Linked DNA regions of Mus musculus: all the other regions are linked to region 1. Evidence: chromatin contacts called from public Hi-C data. All regions are on one chromosome and are shown on one strand. Each heading gives the region's core, a stretch centred on a gene start, on an enhancer-like site or on the middle of the called end of the contact. The rest is flanking DNA. Distances are from core to core; before and after follow the strand shown. Region 1 has its middle 140 kb from the start of Pcsk1. Region 2 has its middle 210 kb from the start of Mir682. Region 3 has its middle 180 kb from the start of Mir682. Region 4 has its middle 260 kb from the start of Mir682.

Region 1 (3,739 bases), core at 1,072-3,571:
GAAGGCCACTGGTGAAGGTGTAGCCTCAGTTGCAGTTCACGACCTAGTACTAAAGGGGTCATGCAAAAGAGGTGAGGCTTGGTACTATGAAGAGAGCCTATGAGAGGCTTTTAGTGAAGCCTAGTTGCAGCAGAAGATCCCAGCATATTGGAAATGTCAGTACCATGGGATGATCACCAAGAACAGTAGCAGCAGTGGAGTGGATCAACCTGAGCTTAGAGTTCTACAGAGGGCAGAGCTGGAGAAGTGACACCAGCCCTTTGGAGGAGGCCAGAAGATCATATGTGGATCCCAGACATTGAAACAAGAATCTATAACATCGAAGTTGCCTTGGAGACCCCAAGATTCTCCAGATGCCAGAGCCATAGTAGATATCTTGAGGAATGCTGCTAACAGAGAGTGGAACCAGCCCAGGAGAAAGAAGTTTGCTACAGTCAACAAAGATGAAAAAGGATTTGGAGATCTGAAGACTCCTTTGACATATGGTGATTCAGAATTTGGAGTTTGACCATCTGATTTCCTGTCTTTACTCAGGGATTACAGTTAAATGACTGGATGGATCTCAGGAGAGACTTTGAACTTTGGACTTTTAACATTGTTGAGACTGCTATAGACTATGGGGACTTTGGAAGTTGGACTAAATGTACTTTTTTTTATTATACTATAGCTAGATATGACCCCCACAGGTTTATGTGTTTGTACAAGCCTATGGGGGCCAGAGAGTGGAATGTTGTGGTTTGAATATGCTTGCCCAGGGAGTGGCACTATTAGAAGACATGAGAGTAGGTATGGCCTTGTTGGATGTGGGTGTGGGATTTAAGGCCCTCATCCTAGCTGCCTGGAAGGGAGTTTTCTACTAGCAGCCTTCAGATGAAGATGAAGAACTCTCAGCTCTGCCTTCATCATGCCTACCAGGATACTGCCATATTCCCACTTTAATAATAATGGACTGCACCTCTGGATCTGTAATCCAGTCCCTAGTAAATGTACTTTCTAAGACTTGCCTTGGTTATGGTGTCTGTTCACAGTGATGAAACTCTATGACAGGAGGTGTGTCCTTACTAACAATGTGTCACTGTAGGAGTGGGCTTTAAGACCCTCCTCCTAGCTTCTTGGAAGATAGTCCTTTGGATGAAGATGTAGAACTCTTAGCTCCTCCAGTGCCATGCCTGCCTGGAAGCTGCCATCTTCCTGTCTTGATAATAATAGACTGAACTTCTGAACCTATAATTCAGCCTCAATTAAATATTCTCTTTTCTAAGAGAACTGGTCCTGGTGTCTCTTCAAAGCAATGGAAGCCCTAAGACAGAGGTCATTGAAGATGAGTTCTCAGATTCTGTGTGAGTATAGCCTATCCTCCTATCCTGGTAGGCATGATGAAGGCAGAGCTGAGAGTTCTTCATCTTCATCTGAAGTGATACTGGGGAAATGGCCCTGCACAGCTGACTTGTGTTCCCTGCATTCTCTGCAGTGCTGGGTCCATGGGGTCACCTATTGGCTGTTCCTGCAAGTCAGGTACAGAGTCTCTGAACTAGGCAGGACACACTTTTGCTTGTCCTCAAAGATAAGGACTGGTATGCATCTGCCTGCAACTACAAATCTGTATTACATGCCTACATGCTGTTTTGTGTCCAATGTGGGATTTTTATGCTTTGGATTTTCCTCAGCTCACTGCGTGATTTTTGCTTAATCCCTTTTCATTTTGCATATATAATATATAATGCCATGACCAAAAATTGGAATATGGCAATGCCTTGAATTTTTAAAAGGCTCTCCCAACTTAAAATATTCCCTAAAAGCTACCTGGGACCCTCCATAAAAGCCAAGTAGAGATTTTATTATTGATACTGGTTTTTACATTTACATTTTCTCTTATAGATGCATGAAGATATTCAAATAATTTTCTTGTGGTTATATACACGTTTTCTTGGCAGTATGGTATCAAAGTTGTGATTCCACTCTTCTCTCATATAGTGCTCAAATCAAGTTGCATAGCTAAAGCGCATGGATGGTATCGGTACCTGACAGTAGTTAAGATCATTGCTAAGAACCACTGAAGCCAGGCACCTGGCCTCTCCTTACTTTATTCAGTATTAAGAGAGATGTTTGTTGCCATCTTTTCCCTCATAAACATTTTTATTTCCAAGCTAGAGCAAGTTATGGTGCTGTTGTGCATAGTTACTGTACCCATAGGCCAATCCATAGACGGACACTCAGAATTGCTACCACGACAGTGGCACTCAGTTCAAGACTGAAAGATAAATTGGGCTTGCCAAGGTGCAAAGGTCTAAGCAAGGACCAGAATCCAAGGCTCTGAGGCACAAATAGTCAGGCAGTCTTCCAAGTACAAAGTGTTACCATGTTCTTTCAATGACCTCACCTCTGGGCTGAGCCATCTGCTATCTCAAAGACCCTCTTCCCAGGAGTCCACATCCAGGAAGAGTGGGCTAGAACTCATCAAAAGCAACAGGTGAGCCATTTATATTATGGAACATTAAATTTCTGTGAACTAAACTTCAGAGCAGTTATCTTTAGGGAAGTTGTAGTTGATCACATGTTTCTCTTCCAGAGTCAAAGTCCAGGCATTTTATTATGTTTATATATTCTCTGGGCTTTGGGAGTTACTGATACTGTAAGTTCCACGCCCCACGGAACTCTAACATAGTAAACAAGGATTTCAAATGAAGAAAGAAGGGATAATAAATGAAGCAGAGCACAAGCAAAACAGGAAGGGATGAAACATAATGTTAGGTTATAAAACAAGGAACCATGCAAAACGGAGTACAGTCGTGACCTGGCGTGTTGGAACCTGAGGCCTGAAATATGTGTTTAAAACACGAAAGCAGACCAAAAGTAGATTTTATTTTCATTTCTTTTTCTTTTTTCTCTTTTAACCTTTCTGTCTGATACTTGGCTTTTCCTGAGATTTATGTAAGCAGCAGCAGTTGAACAACTTCTATTTTGTAAATTTCAGGCTTGAAAAAATAGGGATGAACAAGACACTCTAAGTAAAATCTGTCCATCCTTTTCCCTTTTAAAAAAAGTTACCTCAAGTTCTTCTAACAAGTGATTCTGAGTAGATGAAGCTAAGACAAAAGAATAACAAGATGGAGAAGGAGAAGGAGAAGGAGAAGGAGGAGGTATAGGAAGAAGTGGTGGTGGTGGTGGTAATGCTGGAAGAAGAGAGAATAAGAGAGGGACAGAGGGAGGAAGGAAAAGAGCTTTCCCCATGGCTTTGGCAACTTAAGAAAGAAGAGGTCAAGCAACAGTTTTATTGGTTTCTAAGACATCTGAAGTATGTTCTTAGTTCTCCATTCTCTGATCCTGCCCTGAGGACTTCTAAAGTCACAGACAGTGGACAGAAGAAGAGTGTCCCTGCATCCAGGCTGCCCTTTGCCCAATACAGCAGGTCAGCTTTAATCTTAGCAGTGTCTTTCATCTAAAAGGGCATATGCCAAGCAAGATGTTAATGTGACACTCTGCACAAGCACACATTATGAGCCCCAAGTGCAGATGTGGCTACATGCATTTCAGAGCAGCCAGCTAGCATCTACAGAAATTCAGACACCTTGATGCCCAGTTGCTGTGTGGCTTTGTGGCATCTTCTACCAGTGTGTCTATGAATATAATTTAATATTATTTAATAGTTTTCTAATAATTTACTCTTGCTCTATCATATTAGAGAATTCTCTAAAGTCACTCTGTAGCAAAACCATAAATTACATAAAATACAGCTTTA
Region 2 (3,729 bases), core at 616-3,115, 210 kb after region 1:
TAGTGACTGCTATATCCAGGGATCCACCCCATAATCAGCATCCAAACGCTGACACCATTACATACACTAGCAAGATTTTATCGAAAGAACCCAGATATAGCTGTCTCTTGTGAGACTATGCCGGGGCCTAGCAAACACAGAAGTGGATGCTCACAGTCAGCTAATGGATGGATCACAGGGCTCCCAATGGAGGAGCTAGAGAAATTACCCAAGGAGCTAAAGGGATCTGCAACCCTATAGGTGGAACAAGATTATGAACTAACCAGTACCCTGGAGCTCTTGACTCTAGCTGCATATGTATCAAAAGATGGCCTAGTCGGCCATCACTGGAAAGAGAGGCCCATTGGACACGCAAATTTTATATACCCCAGTACAGGGGAACGCCAGGGCCAAAAAGGGGGAGTGGGTGGGTAGGGGAGTGGGGGTGGGTGGGTATGGGGGACTTTTGGTATAGCATTGGAAAAGTAAATGAGCTAAATACCTAATAAGAAATGGGGAAAAAATAAAATAAAGTCTGTTTTACAAAAGGCATAGAAAACAAATGTGAAGTGGGGAAGTAACAGTGTACTAAATTTTAGTGAAATTTTAAAATATATATTAAAGTGTAAGTTTGAAGTACATATTTTGTAAGTTTACAACATACCCTCCTAAAATAGTTTATAGTATGTGCTTGAGCTTAAAACAAACATGCAATGTGTATGTATCTACCCAGAATGTTTAAAAAAGGATGTGAAATTGCTGAATAAATAGCAGAACAAAGCATTCACTTCAAGGTGTAAAGGGAGCACATGTTTTATTATGTTGCTTTACACAATTAAGCATTTCTTAAGTTACTTAATAAATAATTATTTTTGTAATTTATGATAGGGAAAGGGGATCATTTTAAGGACAATTATATGCTCTTCAGAAACACACCACTCATTTTGATGATGTCACTCTCAGGAAGGGACCCAGGAACCGGTTCTTACTCATGGCTCCTAGTACCCTAATGCCTTGGTCTTCCCTGCTTGTTTGGCTTTTAAAGAGGTCACCTCAGGACCTTTGAAAAATTCCACCAGCCCCCCCCCCCAACACAAAGAACCCCTCCCCTCCTGGAAGAGAGAAGTCATGAGGCACATAGGCACCCCTCCCTTCTGGAAGGGAGGGGCTGATTACATTCCTCAGAAAGACAAGGGGAACTGACCATTGGCCACCTGCAAATAAGGGAAGCCCTTGCTACCTCATTCCCTAAGGACTAATTAGTTTAAAAGTCACACTGTTCTGCCTATCACATTGTGCTTAGTAGCTGTTTCTCTTTTCTACCCCTGAAAAATGATAAAAACTGGCCAAACCAGCTGCCCGGGGTCTGCTCCACTCTTTTGGATGCAGGACAACCCCAGCACTCTGGAACAATAAAGTCCCCTTGCTTTTGCATTGATCTTTGGTTCCACATGGTTCATTTTGGGGGAAGGTGGGGTCCCCAGGAGCTACAGTTGGTGCATTGGCCAGGAATTGACCCCATGTGGGTGACACACCTGAGAGTGGTGAATAGGAGGAACGGCTCAATCAAATATCTCGATTCTCGTCTGTCTTGCTGTTTGTCAAAGTCTGAGTTTGTAAGTCTATTTGAACTTTCAGTTTGCTTGCAAGTGGCAGGGTGGTGATGGTGGAGAGACTACGGTGTCTGGTGTGGTCAAATGTGGCAGGCAGACGTGCCTTAATATCATGACCACAGGGAGTCTGGAGGGTGCTTCAGGCCCACCCTGACCCCCAGAAGGAGTCAAGAGGACGCTGCTCCTTTTGGAAACAGCAAGACAGTACTGGCAGGAGCTAAGTCTTGCTATATCCTGGTTTCAGTGTCAGTAGAAGGGACAAACTGTCTGTAACTGCCTGTGGAAGGGGCGAACTGTGTTTTGATTGTCTTTCTCTGTGTTTATTAGTGTTGGTTATCTCATTCTGTGTTCTTGGACTTTGACTGATGACATTTTTGGACATTGGACATTAAACATCCTAGTTAACCATTGGAGGAGAAAACTTGTAAGTAGTAGTAAAGAAGGGAAAGTTTAGTTATTCTCTGCTTCACCAAATGGCCCACCTTCAGAGTAGACTGGCCACCCATAGGGACCTTGGACTTGCAGGTGATCATAGCAGTAGAAGAAAGAGTCTTTAGGCCAGGATCCCTCAGGCACTCAGACCAAGTGCCCTATATAGTTACCTGGAAGAATCTAGTGGAGGGCTCCCCCACCCCCATGGATAAAAGCCTTTCTTTCCCCAAGACCTACCTCTCAGGTTCTGGCCATCAGGAAAAAGGAAGCACGGGAGGAGGAATCCAGACCTGACAAGTTGATCCTCCAAGACCCTTCAACAGTGGACCTGTTGCTCCTCCTCCATATCCCCCTATCCTTGTCCCCATGGTCCTGCCAGTGCCAGCACTGGCTCCAGGATCCTTAGCCCATACAGAACCAGAGCCATTATATCTCCCTTTACCAGAGGGAGGAGCAGGAGGAGACCCCCAACTTCCGGGCCCCACTATGGGGACCCAGAGTCTGAGAGCCACCTACCCTGATACCATGATGGCTCTCCAGCTGAGGGCATAAGGACCTCTAGAAAAGGGCAACGAGGCAATTCAATATTGGCCCTTCTCTTTAGCCGACTTGTACAAATGCAAGGCCCAACCCCCCCTCCCCCGCCCCCAGATAAGGGCTGATTAATCTCTTTGAGACTGCTTTATTTATTCATCAGCCCTCCTGGGATGATATCCAACAACTCATGAGAGTGTTCTTCATGACTAAAGAGTGAATGAGAATAATGCAAGAAGCCAGAAAGAATGCACCTTTGGACACGGGGGTACCATCGATTGAGCAGGCTGTTGTTGACAGTGTGTTTCCATTGACTAGACCTGACTGGGACTTTAATTTGGCAGAAGGTAAGGAACACATGAAGGTCTACTACCAGACTCCATTGGCAGGTGCATGACGATCCACAAATTTGACCAAGGTACGTGAGGTTAAGCAGGGACTAGATGAGCTGCCGACAGCCTTTCTAGAGTGGATCATAGAGGCAATCCACCAGTATACACCCTATGATCCCAGCAGCAGGGAACAGAAAGCTACTGTGAGTGTGGCTTTTATAGACCAATCTAGTAGACTATCAGGAAAAATCTTCAGAGGTTAGAGGGACTACAGGATAAGTCGTTGAGGGGATACCCATCCCATCCCTAGGTCTACTGTTCTTTGCAGTGCAGGTTGTTGAGAAAAGTCTACCATAACAGGGAGACAGAGGAGGAAGAAAAGCAAAGAAAGAGAAAGTAAGAAGATGAAAGGAAGATTAAAGAAAAAGAAAAGCAACAGGGAAGGAATTTACACAGAATCTTGGCTACAGTAGTTAGGGAAAAAAGAGAAGACAGACTCCAGACAAAGAGAGACAGAAAACCCCTTGAAAAAGACCAGTGTGCATACTGCAAGGAGAGGAGCCACTGAGCCAGAGAGTGCCCTAATACATGGAAGCTGGGGGTAAGAAATTCCCGGCCTTGGGAAAGGCCCCCCAAATGGCAAAGGTGTTAGCCCTGGAGGAAGACAGACTAGGGAGGACAGTATTCGGAACCCCTCCCCGAACTCAGGGTTACTCTGAGAGTGGAGGGAAAACCCACTTGATTCTTGGTGGACAAGGGACTCAACACTTGGTCTTCCTTCAAGCCAATGGCCCCATTTCCAAGAAAAGAATCTTGGGTTTAAGGAGTCAATGGCACCA
Region 3 (3,286 bases), core at 134-2,633, 240 kb after region 1:
TACTAAGAACAGAACAAGAAAGCCAAATGAGGTCACCTGGGTGCATTCTGCCCCTTGGACTTTTCTGTTTCACCTTGGTGTATGGAGGGGATATACAGTTCTTTCATAATAAGCCCTGTATGCCTGCCTTTGCAATGTCTCCAATTTCCTTCCTTCTTTTCTTTCTTTCTTTCTTTCTTTCTTTCTTTCTTTCTTTCTTTCTTTCTTTCTTTCTTTCTTTCTTCCTGTCATTACATATATATATATACATACATATATATACATACACATATATATACACATTCCATCTCTCTTAACACATTCTTGAACACTGAGAGTTGGCTAAAGCAACCAGGTACTGCTTCCTGTGCAACTCAGAGCATGTTTGCACAAACATATACATGATGACATTTTGCCTCTCGGTTTCTTAGTATTCCTTGGCCCACATTTACTTGTTTTTCCTTGATGAGTGGCCCAGTACCCATTCAGTTCTCACATACCCCAGCACTGTCTCTGAAGAAACCGATGTAGTTCAGTGTCTGTTAGAGTTAAGACTGCTATCTCTTTCTCTTTCTTTCAATAAACTTTTGCACTGGTCACTTATACATAACTTTACGATATAAACTGGGTAGAAATGTCAATTCTTCTTCACTTCTTCCACTAAGAAACAAGGTCTTCCCTGGGCTCCCTTGAATATAATCTGGGCCTGGAACTACTTTGACTAATAGAATATGGGACAAAAAGGTGAAGGAAAAGGGACACTATGACTTCCCTCAGCTTCACTTTTAAGAAAACCGACAGTGTCTGTATTCTGCATTTTGAAATCCAGTCACAATGTGTGAGAAAACCTAAGTTATCATAAAGGAGGGCATAGATCATGGCTAGGAGAAATTGTAGTCTCCTGGCTGACAGCCTTAGCTGACCTGACAGTTGGCATCCAGTATTTACTGTCTACCATACAAGTGTGCAATCTTGACTGCCCTGGCCCACTGGGACTCCAAGGTCACTGAAGCCCCCATGACGTCATGTGAAGCAGAACAACCCAATGGAACCCAGTCAGCTCACAAAATTAGCAAATATATATATTAAAATGGTTGTCACTTTATGCTAAATTTGAAAAGAAAAGGAAGGATATGAAGTGATAAAAAAAAAAATCAAAGCATTCAACTTTCACTGCCTTTAAAAAATGTTATCAAAGTGAGATTTTAGTATGTTGTATTTACCAAAATTTTCTGCCTTTTTTTTTTACCATGGCATTTTCCGAGCATTTCCCTATGCTTCAATAACTAGAAGTTGATTCTTCACCCTAACACTAGACACTTGTAATTGTAAATGGGTTTCAGATGGGTGCCTGAGTATCTCCTACAACAATCCAGGGTATAGAGAAAGAAGAAAAGTAAAAGGCAAAGGTCCATAGTTCTCTCTGTAGATTTCAATAGACTTTAATTGAGGGAGGAGTCAGACTTTGTACCCTAAATAAAAATGTTCCTTTCCAAATCAAACAAGATTTGACAGTTATCAGAAAATGGAAGCTGCAAAGGAATGATCCTAGTTTCAAGTTTCCTTTTGAAAAGCACACATTTGCACATATTTTAAGTGACTGTATCTACTAACTATCCATGTTGAAGGATAGGGAACTACTAGGAAAGTGCCATGGTAAAAAAGACACCAAAAAAGGCAGAAAATTTTGGTAGAAACAACATGAACAGACTAACTTTCAGAGATCTCCAGCAGAAATGAGAGAAAAATTATTTAAAGCAAACCCTCAAAAGATAAGGATTTGAGATGTAAGTCTATATACAGAGGATACAGCAAGCAAAAGACCAGTCTTACTAATATTCTATACCCCAGAAACATGGCCTCTGGGCAGTCAGATTTAAAGGGTGGGTGACATGTCTTTGTCTCTTCATCTCCAGAATCTAACTTAGTGCATGGTATAGAAAAAGCATCTAGTCTGTGGTTATAAATGAACAAACAAATGAGGGTCTTGGTGAAGGAAGAAGGGGCTAATGGTAAAATGTACAAAAGAATTTTCAAATTCCTACAGGAACAGACATCACTCAAGCAACTTGGATACAGGCCTTAATTTGTACTCCTACAGGCAATTCAAGCTCTGGGAGAGGAGAAGCAAGGGATTCAATAACTTAAAGAACTCCATTTTCTAAAGAGAGAAACGGGTTGTGGGGTTGAGAGAGTGGAGGGGATCTGGGAGGAGTTGGAAGAGGGTAAACCTTCATCAGAATATATGGTGTGAAAAATTATTTTCAATTTTTAACATTTATTTTAAGGTAGAGGGTAGAGCTCTGACAAAAGAACAAAGCCTCACACTCCTTCCTGGACAGTTATCACGTCTTTTGATAAATAGACCAAGTCTATGGGAGAGTCATCTGGTATATCAAGTTTTTCATATAGCATCCTCTTTACACTTGAAATTTTAATATATCAAAATTCTTGAAAACTCTCCAACTTTAAAACTTTTACCAAATGAAGTGAATACATGCTAAGAGTCATGTTTGATATTTATGGACTTATTAGCTCAAGAGATTGCTCAATAGACAAAAGCATTTATCACCCTTACAGAAGATCTGCATCTAGTTCCCAGCACCTATATCATGTGGCTCTAGTTCCAGGCAATCCAGTACCCTTTGACCTCTGAGGGTACCTGAACATACATCAATTCACAAAAACACACATATTTACATGCAAATAAAACATTAATATTCTAAATGCAATTACTATTTTATTATTTCCTTTTCTTTTCATCAGTCTCACAAATGGGAATTACTTAAGTCACTAATCATTTTCTTGCCACAGTCTTCAAAGACCAACCTATCAAATATATATGTACTAATAAATGTTTTCCACTATGTCTGATTATCTAATTGTGCCTCATAACTTAATAATGTTTTTATGAAATACATAAAACTAGAAGGAGAGTAATAACTGAAAATTAAACAATAATATGTCAGACTTTTTTAACATCATCCAAGTAAGGGTCTCTTAATCACCTTGATATAAATATATATATATATATATATATATATATGTGTGTGTGTGTGTGTGTGTGTGTGTGTGTGTGTGTATGTATATGTATATGCCGTGTTTTATAACACATAAAATCATAGTAAACATTTGTAGTTATAAGGAGACTTTTATCACTAGGATGGATAAATCCTTATCTTACAAATCAAAAGTCTATAGTCTATAAGCAATTTAGCCTCATTAAAGTAAATGGTTGCCAAAGCACCATTATTAATGGAAAGATCTATCCATTCAATATGTTTTGAGCAGGCAGATGGGTACCAGC
Region 4 (3,682 bases), core at 1,137-3,636, 160 kb after region 1:
AGAATCCCAGGTAGACTACTTTGAAGAATGATTTTCATCTACTTATTCCCCAAATTCATTAATAATCAACTCCTGGCCTTCTCCATTTCTTACCCTAGAACCAAATGTAATTTTTTGGGGTTTTTTTTGTTTTTGTTTTTGTTTGTTTGTTTTTTTGAGACAGGTTTTCTCTGTATAGCCCTGGCTGTCCTGGAGCTCACTTTGTACACCAGGCTGGCCTCGAACTCAGAAATCCGCCTGCCTCTGCCATCCAAGTGCTGGGATTAAAGGCATGTGCCACCACTGCCCGGCTCGAATGTAATATTTGACATATAATGATGGCTTAAAAACTTTTTGAATGATAGATGGATACATTACAGAAAATTACAATGCAAATGCAGAGTCATGGAACAAGGGATATAGCTACAAAACAACTTCGACATCTAAACTCAGGGGACATTAAAGTGGAGGGAGTGGAAAGATAGAGGAAAGAGCCTGCAATCTGAGTGAAGATTGGAGCTGGGAGAAGATCGTGGAGTTTGCTATGACACTGTGTCTCTTAGAAATGTTAGAAGCTATACCCATAATCTCTGACCAACATGACTACCTAAACGTGAGCTGAACAAGAACAATAACATAGACAAGTTAATGTGGATGGGAGAAAGTCCATGAGACCTCACAAAGAATTACGGTCAACTAAGGAATGCAATGACTGGGAGAAATTGTCCTCCCCAGGGAAGAGCATATTAATTAGTTGTCCAATACCAAATAGCCATCCCTGAAAATATGCACGCAAGTAAATGATATACAGAGCAAATTGTATTTACATATGCATAAACATATATGCATGTAAGAACAATTAACAAAAAAGAGGCTATGGATTTGAAAGGTATCAGGAAGGATATATAGGAGAAATGTAAGGGGAATGTAAGGCTGGTTTTGTGTGTCAACTTGACACAGGCTGGAGTTATCACAGAGAAAGGAGCTTCAGTTGAGAAAATGCCTCCATGAGATCCAGCTGTAAAGCATTTTCTCAATTAGTGATCAAGTGGGGAGGTCCCCTTATGGGTGGTGCCATCCCTGGGCTGGTAGTCTTGGGTTCTGTAAGAGAGCAGGCTGAGCAAGCTAGGGGAAGCAAGCCAGTAAGTAACATCCCTCCATGGCCTCTGCATCAGCTCCTGCTTCCTGACCTGCTTGAGTTCCAGTCCTGACTTCCTTTGGTATTGAACAGCAATGTGGAAGTGTAAGCTGAATAAACCCTTACCTCCCCAACTTGCTTCTTGGTCATGCTGTTTGTGCAGGAATAGAAACCCTGACTAAGACAGGGAATGATATAATTATGTTAGAATCTCAAAAATAAAAGGAGTAATTAAAGAGAAAAATCTTGTCAAATGACATTTTTTGTTTAAAAAAGATTCAAACTAAAGCTCATATTTTAAGATATTTAAAATTTTTAGTCTTTAGACCAATAAGCTCTTTTATTCTATCAGAGATAATTATAAAAATGTCTTTACAGTGAAATCCACTAATATTTTTTCCTGACTCAAAATATTTGGATAGCTGCCTGCTACTCTCTGGAATGCTGTGCCTTTTGATGCTCTTTTAATTATGACATGACTTTGCAAAGCCACAAGTAGATGTGGATCTGCCTCAAGCTCCTTGAAGTTTGTGGTATTTTTAGTCCAAAAAAAAGCTTTCCTTTAATATGTTGAACTTGAGGCTTCCCTGAGACTGCGACTTCTATGTTGTGGATGCCAACAACCCCTTTTAAAGAGTCGTGGAAATTGAGCCACAGAAGAGCTGAGCAGTTTCCCTCATCCACAGGGTTCATAAGTGATGAAAGGGGGTTTTGATGTCAGAGTAGAGCAGTCTTGACACATACTATTAGAGGTGTAAGAGGAAAGTACCTGTTTAGCTTCTAACAATCAATAGAGTTGGTGCTGAATGACTTCCTGTGTATCTTACAGCTTCTATGGCATGACTCTCAGAGAGCAGGCATGAGAAGGAATACTTGTCTGTGCATTTATCCTATCGTATTATTGAATACTTGGGATGGTCTCTAAGTATAAAGACTTCCAACTGTCACTTTTTTTCTTGATAAGTACAGCACATAGAAATGTGTTCCAGTCTCCCAGGTTCCTTTTCCGTTAACTCAAATGGTGGTGACCTGGACTCCACCATGTGCTGACTTTGAATTCCCCAGCCTGAACAACGGTCAGTTTGATGAGATAGGAAGTAGACTCTCCCGTGGAGAGGGGTACTGGTTTCTTTCTTAATCATTCTGGAGGGGTATTTGACACCCCATGACATTCTCTCCAATAGAATAACTGGAAAGGAGGTGGCAGTTAAGACTAAAAGCTGTCGTTTGGAGCACAGGTATGGGAGGTCTATGAATGTACAGCCTTGTGCTATGATTGCAGAACAGCCTAGTACCCATGACTACCACACTGGCACTCAGCTACAACCCACAAAGCTTATTGTTTTATTTTAAACTTTGTGTTTCATAAACATGTCAAGGACTGTAGTGGCTTCATTTGTTATCATAATTAGTAGTAATAGTAACATTAATTAAAGTTTAAACTCCTTTCTAAAGGGATTATTACATTTAAAAAGAAGTTATTGAACAAGGAAGGAAAAGTCTGCCAAACAGCCAAGCCTGGGAAGAGTAAAGTTCACTGAATGCTCAAACAAAGGGAGAAATAACAGCACTCACATTTTCCCAGTAAGATTATGTAACCTGTGCTGAAAGTTCAGTCTACTGTAGGTGGAGATGATGACACTACTTCGTTTGTGCTCCACTAGGATGTTAAGGTTAAAATAGGCATTGTCTAAAAATAACTACCAAAGAAACAGTTCTATTTCTTTTCACCAAAAGCCACAATTCTAAATATTTTTAAAGAATCCTAATGTTTTCATTTACTGTTTTTTGTTTGTTTTATTTGTTTTGTTTTTCTGAGACATAGTCTCATTGTATAGCCTAGACTATTTACATATCTCTGTTCCCCAGGGTCTAGGACTACAAGTACATGCCACCATGCTTGACTTAGTTTTTTATTTCCTTATTATATCATGTGAGTCCTTAAGTCTCATTTTGGAAATAAAGTACAAGATAGATTTTTAAATAGAAACCAACATTCCAAAATATACACAATATTTAATGGGAGGTTTCCTTTTATCTAAAGCATTGATCCACTTAATATTATAACTAACTTGGGGAAAAAACATTATTTGAAGATATGTTCACTTATATTTGCTTCAGTGTAATTAGATGAGTCTCTCTTATCAGTTTGCCAGAAGAAAAGGGAAGACATTCTACTCTTATTAAAGAGGTACATATGCTGCAATTTATTCTTTTTAAAAAGCTTTCCTAGGATTTGTCCATTTTTATGTGTTTCACCTAGATGAATCCGTACAACTCATGCTTGCAGAAGCTGTAGAGACCAGAAGTAATTATTAGATTTCATGGAACAGGAGATAGATATGGTTATGAGCCACATTTTGTTCTTTGGGATCGAACCTGCGTCCTCTGGAAGAACAGCCAATGCTGTTAACACCCGAGTCCCCTCTCTAGACTGCAAATTTTTTTTCTTTATATTTGTCACAGCACAAGAGCCAAGCATAGAAGTTCTTTAACTTCAGACACAAATAGCAAATTCTTTCTGAAGAACAGAAGATCTATATTCAATATTATGAGTGGAAAACT

Evidence for each region. A called contact is a pair of places that touch in the nucleus more often than the background predicts.
Region 2: a contact with region 1 is called in a Hi-C map of liver, with 6 times the contacts expected there. The contact joins two enhancer-like sites. A contact is called at or near these places in 5 of 484 Hi-C or Micro-C datasets (cortical neurons and liver) and 2 of 115 datasets of contacts at active chromatin or transcription factors (liver and pancreatic cancer cells).
Region 3: a Hi-C map of liver shows a contact between it and region 1, with 5 times the contacts expected there. The contact joins two enhancer-like sites. A contact is called at or near these places in 5 of 484 Hi-C or Micro-C datasets (the G1E-ER4 cell line, the HL-1 cell line, bone marrow-derived macrophages and 2 more), 2 of 115 datasets of contacts at active chromatin or transcription factors (embryonic stem cells and large pre-B cells) and 1 of 9 other capture datasets (embryonic stem cells).
Region 4: a contact with region 1 is called in a Hi-C map of liver, with 2.2 times the contacts expected there. The contact joins two enhancer-like sites. A contact is called at or near these places in 4 of 484 Hi-C or Micro-C datasets (the C10 cell line, liver and nephron progenitors).

The regions. Positions count from the first base shown.
Region 1 is chr13:75,223,485-75,227,223 of GRCm38.p6, forward strand. No RefSeq gene overlaps it. Among named protein-coding and RNA genes, the nearest start is that of Pcsk1, 140 kb to the left of the region's middle. Within about 2 kb of position 2,322, at least 14 of the 459 cell types and tissues checked have an H3K27ac peak or open chromatin away from gene starts, as enhancers often do. A contact at or near this core is called in liver, where this site is marked.
Region 2 is chr13:75,437,411-75,441,139 of GRCm38.p6, forward strand. No RefSeq gene overlaps it. Among named protein-coding and RNA genes, the nearest start is that of Mir682, 210 kb to the right of the region's middle. Within about 2 kb of position 1,866, at least 4 of the 459 cell types and tissues checked have an H3K27ac peak or open chromatin away from gene starts, as enhancers often do. A contact at or near this core is called in liver, where this site is marked.
Region 3 is chr13:75,467,553-75,470,838 of GRCm38.p6, forward strand. No RefSeq gene overlaps it. Among named protein-coding and RNA genes, the nearest start is that of Mir682, 180 kb to the right of the region's middle. Within about 2 kb of position 1,384, at least 1 of the 459 cell types and tissues checked has an H3K27ac peak or open chromatin away from gene starts, as enhancers often do. A contact at or near this core is called in liver, where this site is marked.
Region 4 is chr13:75,382,440-75,386,121 of GRCm38.p6, forward strand. No RefSeq gene overlaps it. Among named protein-coding and RNA genes, the nearest start is that of Mir682, 260 kb to the right of the region's middle. Within about 2 kb of position 2,387, at least 7 of the 459 cell types and tissues checked have an H3K27ac peak or open chromatin away from gene starts, as enhancers often do. A contact at or near this core is called in liver, where this site is marked.